Linked DNA regions of Sus scrofa: regions 1 and 3 are each linked to region 2. Evidence: chromatin contacts called from public HiChIP or PLAC-seq data. All regions are on one chromosome and are shown on one strand. Each heading gives the region's core, a stretch centred on a gene start, on an enhancer-like site or on the middle of the called end of the contact. The rest is flanking DNA. Distances are from core to core; before and after follow the strand shown. Region 1 holds the start of C13H3orf38. Region 2 holds the start of CHMP2B (charged multivesicular body protein 2B). Region 3 holds the start of CGGBP1 (CGG triplet repeat-binding protein 1).

Region 1 (2,912 bases), core at 100-2,599, 770 kb before region 2:
GAAAAAGTTTTAAAAGGCAAGTCTTTTGTAGATACTTAAGTCATACGCTAGTATGAGTCGGAAATTTACACATTTTAAAGTAAAACTCAGCAAATTTAAAATAAAACTAGCTAGGTAATATACAAGATGATACAATTAAACTACTCATTGAATTTTTATATGGGTTAGTTAATCCATGAAACAAACCTACTCTACTGAAATGTTTATTTGGCTCTGAAAGTAATTCAGTCCTAGTTCACAGAATTATCTCAGAAAAAACTGGATCCAAAAGGAGACATGGCTTCAAACTATCTGCTCTTTTACAACAGTGATTTTACGTAGCAGACTGATACAAAGTGTTTATGGTATCTTCTCCCAAGCACGTAGAAAAAAATTGGCAACAGCTGACACTCCTAAACGAAACTGAAAAAGGAAACACCGTGACTCAACTGAAATCTTTACCAAAAAAAAAAAAAAAAAAAAAATCACTATTCACGAACTTTGAATTCTCGAAACAAGCAGCATTTGCCCCATAACATTTAATGATTAAAACCTGGAAGCTGCGTCGTTTTCAGCGCCTCCACTTCCCCCACGGCCTAGGCGCGGCGGGACCACCCCAGGCTGCACCGTGGTTCCAAAGACACAGAGCAGCGCGGTGGCCTTGATTCCCCTAAGGTTCCGCACCAGCGCGATCCCGGGCGGGCTGCAGGCAAGGCCCGGGAGGGCCTGCACTCACACGTTCCCGCAAGCTAGGGACCGGGGAGGCGTGGGAAGGGCCGGCCGCCTCGGGGAGTAGGGTCTACCCTTACCTTGGCGGTCTTCAGGCTGCACTAGGCGGTTGGTGATGGTGTCACATAGGGCCAGGATTTCGTCGTTGTTCAGCAGGCCGAGCAGGTTACGACAGCCCTCCATCTCTGCATGACTAAGCCCGGACATCTCGACCCCCAGGAAGAGGGGGGTGGAGAAGACGACGCCAAGAACGTCGCTTCCCTCAGGCCCACCGGGCCAGCGCCTAGGCAACAGATACCGGAAGTGTCTTTCCTTAAGTTCGCCGCCAAAGGGCCTCGGGTATTCCAGGCCCGTGGGCGGAAGTGATCGTCAGTGAGGGCGATCAGGAAACGCCGTGCTCCAACCTGTTGTTCCGGGCTGGCTGGGACTAAGTGCATTCCCAGGGACTTCACTTTAAGGAAGCACCGCGTTTACACCAGGGACACTGACCTTCCACAAAGGAAAACGAATCTCTGAGCTCTTCAAGAGACCCTCCTCCAGAAGAGCGCCTGGCAGAGCTACGCAGGTGCGTGGAAAGCGAACGGCGGCCCCGCGCACGGCGAACTCCCGTCATTCCGCTGGGCCGCCCAGTGAAGGCAACTCCTCCCCTCCCGCAGGCCCAGCCCCTCGGAGCACTTGAAAGTTCTCCGCAGCCACTTCTGAGTTGGGTGGACCTATAGTTTCATATTCTAAAATTACATAGTTCTGTGTTAAAATAATTTGTTTTGAAAAACATTATACTTGGAAGATTTAAGGGAAACGTCATCTGTCATTTGCCACTTCTGCCTGCCTTCCAGCTGACTTTCCAAAATGCTGGGCTCGTCTGTGGCTTCCCTTCTAATCCTCGGGAGCTTGACTTTAGTGTAAGGTTGGGAACACTGGACGTCAGACTGCCAGGGTTTTATTCCGTCATTTACTGTGACTGTAAGCAAGCTCTTTGGTCCCCCAGTTTTCTGTCTGGAAGTGGATCTAGTAGAGATACCTACTTCATAGCGTTGTTGCTGCGGGGGCGGGAGGGGGGGCGAAGAACTGTGCCTGGTGCCGGGGAAGAGACCAGTATATATTAGCTCTTGCTATTACTGCTAACTAGTATGACAGCCAGCCACATTCATGAGAGGGGAACTTAAGACACATTGTCACTTGGTTCTGTCTCCTTCGATTGTTTTAGCTATATTTTAGATTTAACATTTAATTAGATTATTGCCAGTTAATAGGCGAAATGTACACATCTGCAGATCCAGGTGAGCAAGTTTAACTTTTTTTATTAATATCACAGCTAAATACCAGTAACAAAATACACTGTAAATACAGTCTTTAAGTTTTCAAAACATGGTTAAACTAACTTACTGATATCTTCTCTACCCACTTAATTTTTCTGTTTAGCATTTATACTGTGTTTTTGGCCCCCTGGTAGAATATGAATTCTGTGAGCCAGGCGTTTTTATCTTCTTTTTTCATTGCCTATTACAAAGCCTGGCTCATAGTAAACATGCAATAAAATATTTGAATAAACGAGTGAATTAAGGCCATTGGAGGATTTTAAACTGAGGAATAGCATGATCTGACTTGTTTCAAACTGGATCATTTTAATTGCTGGTGTTCACAACAGACTGCCAGAGGGCAGAGAACCCAACTAGAAGACTAATACAGTAGCCTAGGTGAGAGTGGAGGATGTGACAAGTTAGGGATTATCGCAAGGCTTTGGTTTGAGCAACTGGAGTGGATATTTACTGAGAGAAGAAAGACTGGGGGAAATAGGTTTCAATAGAGAAATCAGGAATTATCAAGAGAGATTAGGCTTTCTGAAGAGTGTGGTGATGCCCAGAAAGATTAAGCAAAGAATGAGGAGTGGGGCAGAAAAAGAATTACAGGTAAGAGAGAGCAGTAGTGAAAAAATGCATGGAATAAAACTGTGAGGCTATTTTTGGCTGGAGCCAAGGATAGTACAGGAGCCATAACATGAAGAGAAATTTAGTAACATCATGACAGAAAGGGCTCAGTATCAGGCCCCTCATGGATTTAATTTTTTTTTTTTTTTTTTTTTTTTGTCTTTTGTCTTTTTGTTGTTGTTGCTATTTCTTGGTCGCTCCCGGGGCATATGGAGGTTCCCAGGCTAGGGGTTGAATCGGAGCTGTAGCCACCGGCCTACGCCAGAGCCACAGCAA
Region 2 (2,820 bases), core at 261-2,760:
TTACTTCTTACACCCACCTGGTAGTTATTTCAGGTATTGTAAATGGTATTTCTGCTAATAAAAGGCAATTTCACCCACTCAGGGAAACCAAAAATGTATTACGCTGTGTGATAAATTAAGGGTAAAATGACATTATATGTTGAAGTGAAGGGTAGGGTGACAGGGTAAAGACAATGCCTTTGTCATCCTCCACAAAATAATTTTGCTGGCATTGGAATAGTCAATACAAAGGAATGAAGGAGTTACCCCAGGTCTGGACTGAACACCCTGTTTGTACCAATCACTGTCTAGCTACCACTGTTCCTTTTGTGGCAGTTAGACCCTTACAAAGAAGTGATTCTTTGATTAAACCAACAACAACCTAGATTCAACATGTAATGAGAAATACAGTTTTTAAATAACTTGAATGAATTTGATTCCTGGTAGAGTCAATGAAAATATCAAGATTAATTAAAGCTACATAAACATATATTACAGGCAGTGCTTATAAAAACCAATTTGTATTTCCTGTACACTTCACTTTTCCTCCCCTTAACAAGATATTGAGCAAATGTCTGAATTAATGCAAGTATCTTAAAATGTAAACTTCTATGTAGGTAACAGATACCACATCTCTTTAGATAGCAAAAGATAATCATAAGGTAGAAAGAAATATAGGATGAAAACTAAACCCAGGCACTTGCCTTGGATTTCGTTCATTTTTTCTACTGAAGTCAGTCAAGAAGCATTTGTTTCACATCTCTATTGATGGGGTGTTCCCAGGGCAAGATCGGTCCAAACGCAAGTTCATTTAGTAGCTGGAGCCTCCCCACCTCAATACCGGTTTCGGGTTTGGATGCCCTTAAATAGTACGGTTCCAAACTGATGGAAGAGAAAACCAAGTACACGGAACCAACAAGAAATTTATCGAAGCACCAAGTCTAAAGACACTGAAGGGCTAGCTGCATCCTGCCTCCAAGAAAGGCTCAGGATCCCGCTAAAGGAGAAACCTTAGGAGGGGGTGGGTGGGGGAGGGATGGGGGTCGGGGTTGTTAGCTGCGTTATCAGAAGGAAGAAACCAGACTGCTCAGGTGAGTTTGAGGTGGGGCAAGTCGGAAGAGACAGGGAAGCAAAAAAGTGACGCATGAAGGCGGTCACCTGTGGGGCCACTAGATCCAGCCCCGCCCCCAGGAACAGCAACAAGAATCGCGGCCTGAAGCCCCCAAAATACGCCATGAAAACGCAGGGCTGGGCCTCTTCGTGCCAGCCTGGAACTCACCATCCACGGTTTTCTTCTTGAAGAGGGACGCCATGGTCAGAAACCGCTCCCGTGCTGCCCGGCTCGGCCCGGTCCGGCCCGCGACTGGGAAAGGACAGGAGAGAACGGACAGGCCTTTGGAGTGTTCGGGATGGCGGAGCCGATGAACAAGAGAAGAAGGCGGGGTCGCCAGACAGAACCCGCGGAGGGCGAGTATCCCCCAAGCCTGCCGCAGCCGAGTTGCCAGAGCTCAGGTGACCGCGAACTAAAGCACTTTTTGGAGAAGTCACTTCTAGGCGGCGCCTGCGCGGTCTGCGCGTGCGCCTGCGCACTGCGGTGCCTGAAGCCGCGGCTGCTGCCCTCACTTCAGACGCTGCCCGCTCCTCCCTTTTACCGGGTGGCGGAGGGGTGAGTTCCGCAAAGCTTGCCCTGGTACAAGCGAGCTGGCGACCGCGGGTGGTGTTGGTGGGCTTTTAGGTGCGGATCCTTTGCTGAATGCTGACAGAGATGAGCCCTACCTAGCACTCTCCTAGCCCCGAGAGAAGCTGGAATTAGGGGTTCCCAGGGTGCTGAGATAAGTGTGGGTAGTTCTGGAACCAGTTGATTTACGACCGGCCCTCTTGCAGTCAGTATGAAGGCTTCCCTAAATGTACGGGCTGGTGGCAAATGCTGAGGTCCGTGCCCGGGTAGTGTGTGTCTCAGGAGTTCACACCCTTTTCTGCCCTGACTCTCTTAGAGATCTCCCGAAGCCCACCGCGCAGTCTTGCAGGACCGAGGCCCTCGCTTCGACCCTGGGTGTAGGGCCAGGGGATTCAGTTTCTAAGCGTGGGGGTGGCAGGGGTGAAAGGTTTTGGGGAGTAACTTTCTTAATGTGGCATTTTTTTATCTAACGTTCTTGGCTAGAAACAGGAAAAAAAAATCACAGATTTGAATACCAGTTTAAATGTCTAAAACTATTTCTTTAATATCTAAATTTCTAGTAATTGCTCAAGAAAAAATTGATGGCCCACACTGGGAACCTGTTAGACTGTTACATAGCTGTATATTAGTGTTCACTGTGGAAAAAAGCCCTATATTATGTAAAAGGAAAAGCATAATGAATTATTTAGAGTCCTGTGTATAAGCATAAATATGGGAAATACTGTCTTTGGATCAAGACCTTGAGTTCATTGTTCATTTTGTGAATTTGTGTCTCTCTCTGTGTGTACACATCTCTATTTAATATATTATTTTATTATTTAGAATCTTAATTTTGCTTTGAACTTTTTTCTCCCAAACTAGTCATGCTTAAAAGCAACGCTACCTTCCACAGGATGAAAATAATAGTACCTTTTTTCCAAAGATGTGTTTCTGATAGGAAAACTTCTCAATAACAGTGTCAATATTATTAGTCACCTCTGGCTTTATGAATCATGTCTCAAGAGTTTTTATGTATTTGGAGTAGTCAGACTTCCTTTACCCATTTCTCACTGCCCCCCCCCCCATAGGACAGCAAAGCCCTCAGGGCCGCTAATAATCCTGCTGTTGCTGCTACAATTTAGCTAAGAGTCTGTTCATGAAAACTTTTCTCAGAACGACATAGT
Region 3 (2,810 bases), core at 11-2,510, 670 kb before region 2:
TATTGTAATTTAAAAGAGAGGGCGTTGGTGATGTAACTGGAGCAATAGTTTCAGGAAAACTACTTTATTAGCAGTTAATTAGAAAAGAGCTTGTGTGTCGGGGAAAGGGGATAAGAAAAGGAGAGATGGCAATTCCACTGCCTTAACCCCACCTCACAAGAAAGTAACTAAATCACCGTGGGTCAGCGCCTAAGCCAATTGGAGAATTGGCCCAGCGGGATCTCAAGAGGGGATGACAGGAGACCCTAGCAGAGGGGGAGGGGTGGCGATGACAGGAGAGGGGCGGTAGAGAGAGGGCTAGCCTCTCATCTCCGAAAAAGGGGAGAATACAGGGGGCAAGGGGCGGAGAAGGGAAGGCAGGAAATGTTTCAGAGATTCCAAATGAAGTGACAAGAAATTGAGTAGGAAACACAAGAAAGGCGGGACCCTCGGGCAGAAAGGGGTCTGTATGGAGATGGGGAGGCATGTCAGCACAGAGCTTTCCTGCCAGCCGACCCTCCTTCTCTCCAGCCCCTCACCCCGTCCAAACTCTCACTTTCTCTGCAACCCTATACCTGCGCGGGTCATCCCCGTTCTGCTCCCCGCCCCCCACCCCAAGCCGGATAGAAGGAGGGAGGAGATTCACCCTCACTCTCCTTTTTGGGCTGGTGGAGCGAGCGCCGAACACAGCCGATTCGGGGACGAAAAGGCCAAGAGAAGCAGGGAGGCCCAGGACCCGGCTGACAAGTCCGGGCGGCCGACCGGCGCCTCACCTGACAGAAGCGTCGGCAGTAATCCCGACTGCTGATCCCGACGCCGCCGCCACCGCAGCTGCCGCCGCCTGCGCCGCCTCTGCCGTCGCCCGTAGGTCTAAGCCCAGTAGGGCCTGGCGGGGACTCCACAATGGCCACAAGCTCTTCTCCGAGGCGTTCGGCCTCTTGATCGCTCTCTTCTTCCGCCATGAGGCTCTCGCCGCCCAGCGCGTACCAGCCCCTGCGCCGCCGCGGCTGTAGCTGCCTAGGCTAACCTCCTCCTCCTCCTCCTCTAGTTCCCTCCCCCTTCCCTCCGCCCCAGCCGGACAGGGGCCTCTCGGCTGTCCCTACTTCCGGCTCCGCCCACCCACGCCCCCAGTTTTCATTGGATAACTCTGGCCGCCAATCATGCGCATGCCCGCCCTTCCATCACTATTGGTCAAATCAGCTATCTGTTTGCTAGATCCGCAGTCCATTGGTCAATGTTGCTCGGCCGTTGCTGGGGACCGCCTACGAGCTCAGCCATTGGCGGCGCAGGAGGACGGGGCGCGGTGGGGGACACGGCGGCCACCGCGGGGCTCGGTCGGGCAACGGCGGCGGCGGCGGCGGCGGCGACGACGGCGGCGGCGGCGGCGGCGGCGACTGGCCCTCCTCCTCCCTCACTCAATTGCTCCTCCTTTTTTTCCTCCTCCTTTCCTTTCCGGCCGAGTATCGTCCACTTCCCCTAGCGGCCGCCCTGATCCTACGGTACCGAGGAGCTAGGGAGGCCGAGGGTGGGCCCGGCCTTTGGTGCGGGCTTTGGGCCCGGGGCCTTCAGTCCCGAAGCTGGAGCCGGGGGCGGGGCCGGGGCGCCGTTGTCCGCGGGAGGAAGAGGGAGGAGACGGGAAGCCTGACAGCAGCCGCCTCCGCCAGGCGCCTGCCGCGTCCTCCCGTGAGACTGCCGCCAACTCGGCTGTCGAGTTCCTGGGCCCACAACCGGCAGCTGGGACTCGGCCCTGCCGAGCTAGCGGGACAGAGGCTGTGGGGCGCCGACGTGCTGTGCTTCGCGCGGGAGGAGGGAGTCTAGACGCTGGGAGCGTCCCGAGCCCCGCCTTTCCCTCCTCGCGAACCCTGGGGCCTGGGGCGCGCGAGGAGGTGCTGAGCCGGGCGGACGACTGAGAAGGGACCGGGATGAGGAATGTTGGAGTGAACGTCGGGATCCAGATTTGTGGTGTGGACTAACTAGAACGATTTTAAACACACCTGGGTGGTGGCTGTTGTGGAAGTACTTGTTCGTTTTTTCATCCACCTTTCTTTTTTATCCCCTCCCCCATTTTTTCTTTCCATTTGCTTTTCGTGTTTTACAGTAAAGGCATGACTTCACGGCACCTCAGGGAAGATAGGGTGCAAGCCCAGAAACTATTTCCTCACCACCACTTGTTGAAAAACTGATTTGAAGGCATCTCTGGATTTGAACAAACGGAAAGTGCCAGGATTTTATGCGTCTTTGGTTTTGCGCTAAAGACCCATCACTACTAGGCATCAAGACGAAAAAAACTGGAAACTAATCCGGTAAACATTTAAACTTGAAAACTTACGATGAGTTTTGTTTTTATCTAGTAAGTGATTTGTTGCTTCTCTCTCTTTGTTGTTGTTCTTGGCCAATTCCTGCGCTCAACTTTTTAACTTCCTTGTTTAAAATATCTTCTGTAGAAAACACAGAAGTTTTGTTCTTTGGTTCTGTAAACTCGAGCATCTTCTACTCGAGCATCTTCTACTCGAGCATCTTCAACTCGAGCATCTTCTACTGGGTGGATGTTTGACTCCGAAGTAACACAAATATACTTTAAAATATACAAGATTTTGGAACGTATAGGCCTTTCACATTAGCACAAGTGATTAAGAGCTCTGTGCTTCAAAGAATAACGAACATGTTTTAGAGTTTGAAATCCAAAAACAGAAGACTTTTCACCTAGAAAGATTTAGGCATTAATGGGGAGAAATATGTAATTTTTTCATAACTAGCTTAGAACCATTAATTATAGTTGGCACTGGTTTGCTATATGATTATAAAGCACATAACAGTAACTTAAAGCACAA

The links. HiChIP or PLAC-seq counts read pairs in DNA pulled down with a chosen protein or histone mark.
Region 1: an H3K27ac HiChIP or PLAC-seq map of alveolar macrophages shows a contact between it and region 2. The contact joins the promoter of C13H3orf38 here to the promoter of CHMP2B in region 2. A contact is called at or near these places in 1 of 5 promoter capture datasets (fetal liver), 1 of 47 Hi-C or Micro-C datasets (liver) and 2 of 2 datasets of contacts at active chromatin or transcription factors (alveolar macrophages and skeletal muscle).
Region 3: an H3K27ac HiChIP or PLAC-seq map of alveolar macrophages shows a contact between it and region 2. The contact joins the promoter of CGGBP1 here to the promoter of CHMP2B in region 2. A contact is called at or near these places in 1 of 5 promoter capture datasets (fetal liver) and 2 of 2 datasets of contacts at active chromatin or transcription factors (alveolar macrophages and skeletal muscle).

The regions. Positions count from the first base shown.
Region 1 is chr13:167,802,437-167,805,348 of Sscrofa11.1, forward strand. C13H3orf38 reads right to left here and starts at 1,350. Exons shown (of 4, transcript XR_002337963.1): 1 at 789-1,350.
Region 2 is chr13:168,568,064-168,570,883 of Sscrofa11.1, forward strand. CHMP2B (charged multivesicular body protein 2B) reads right to left here and starts at 1,511. Exons shown (of 6, transcript NM_001244420.1): 1 at 1,259-1,511. The coding sequence starts at 1,292.
Region 3 is chr13:167,894,713-167,897,522 of Sscrofa11.1, forward strand. CGGBP1 (CGG triplet repeat-binding protein 1) reads left to right here and starts at 1,261. Exons shown (of 3, transcript XM_021070750.1): 1 at 1,261-1,478; 2 at 2,078-2,282. It overlaps ZNF654 (zinc finger protein 654), which reads right to left and starts at 1,071. Exons shown (of 9, transcript XM_021070740.1): 1 at 753-1,071. The coding sequence starts at 941.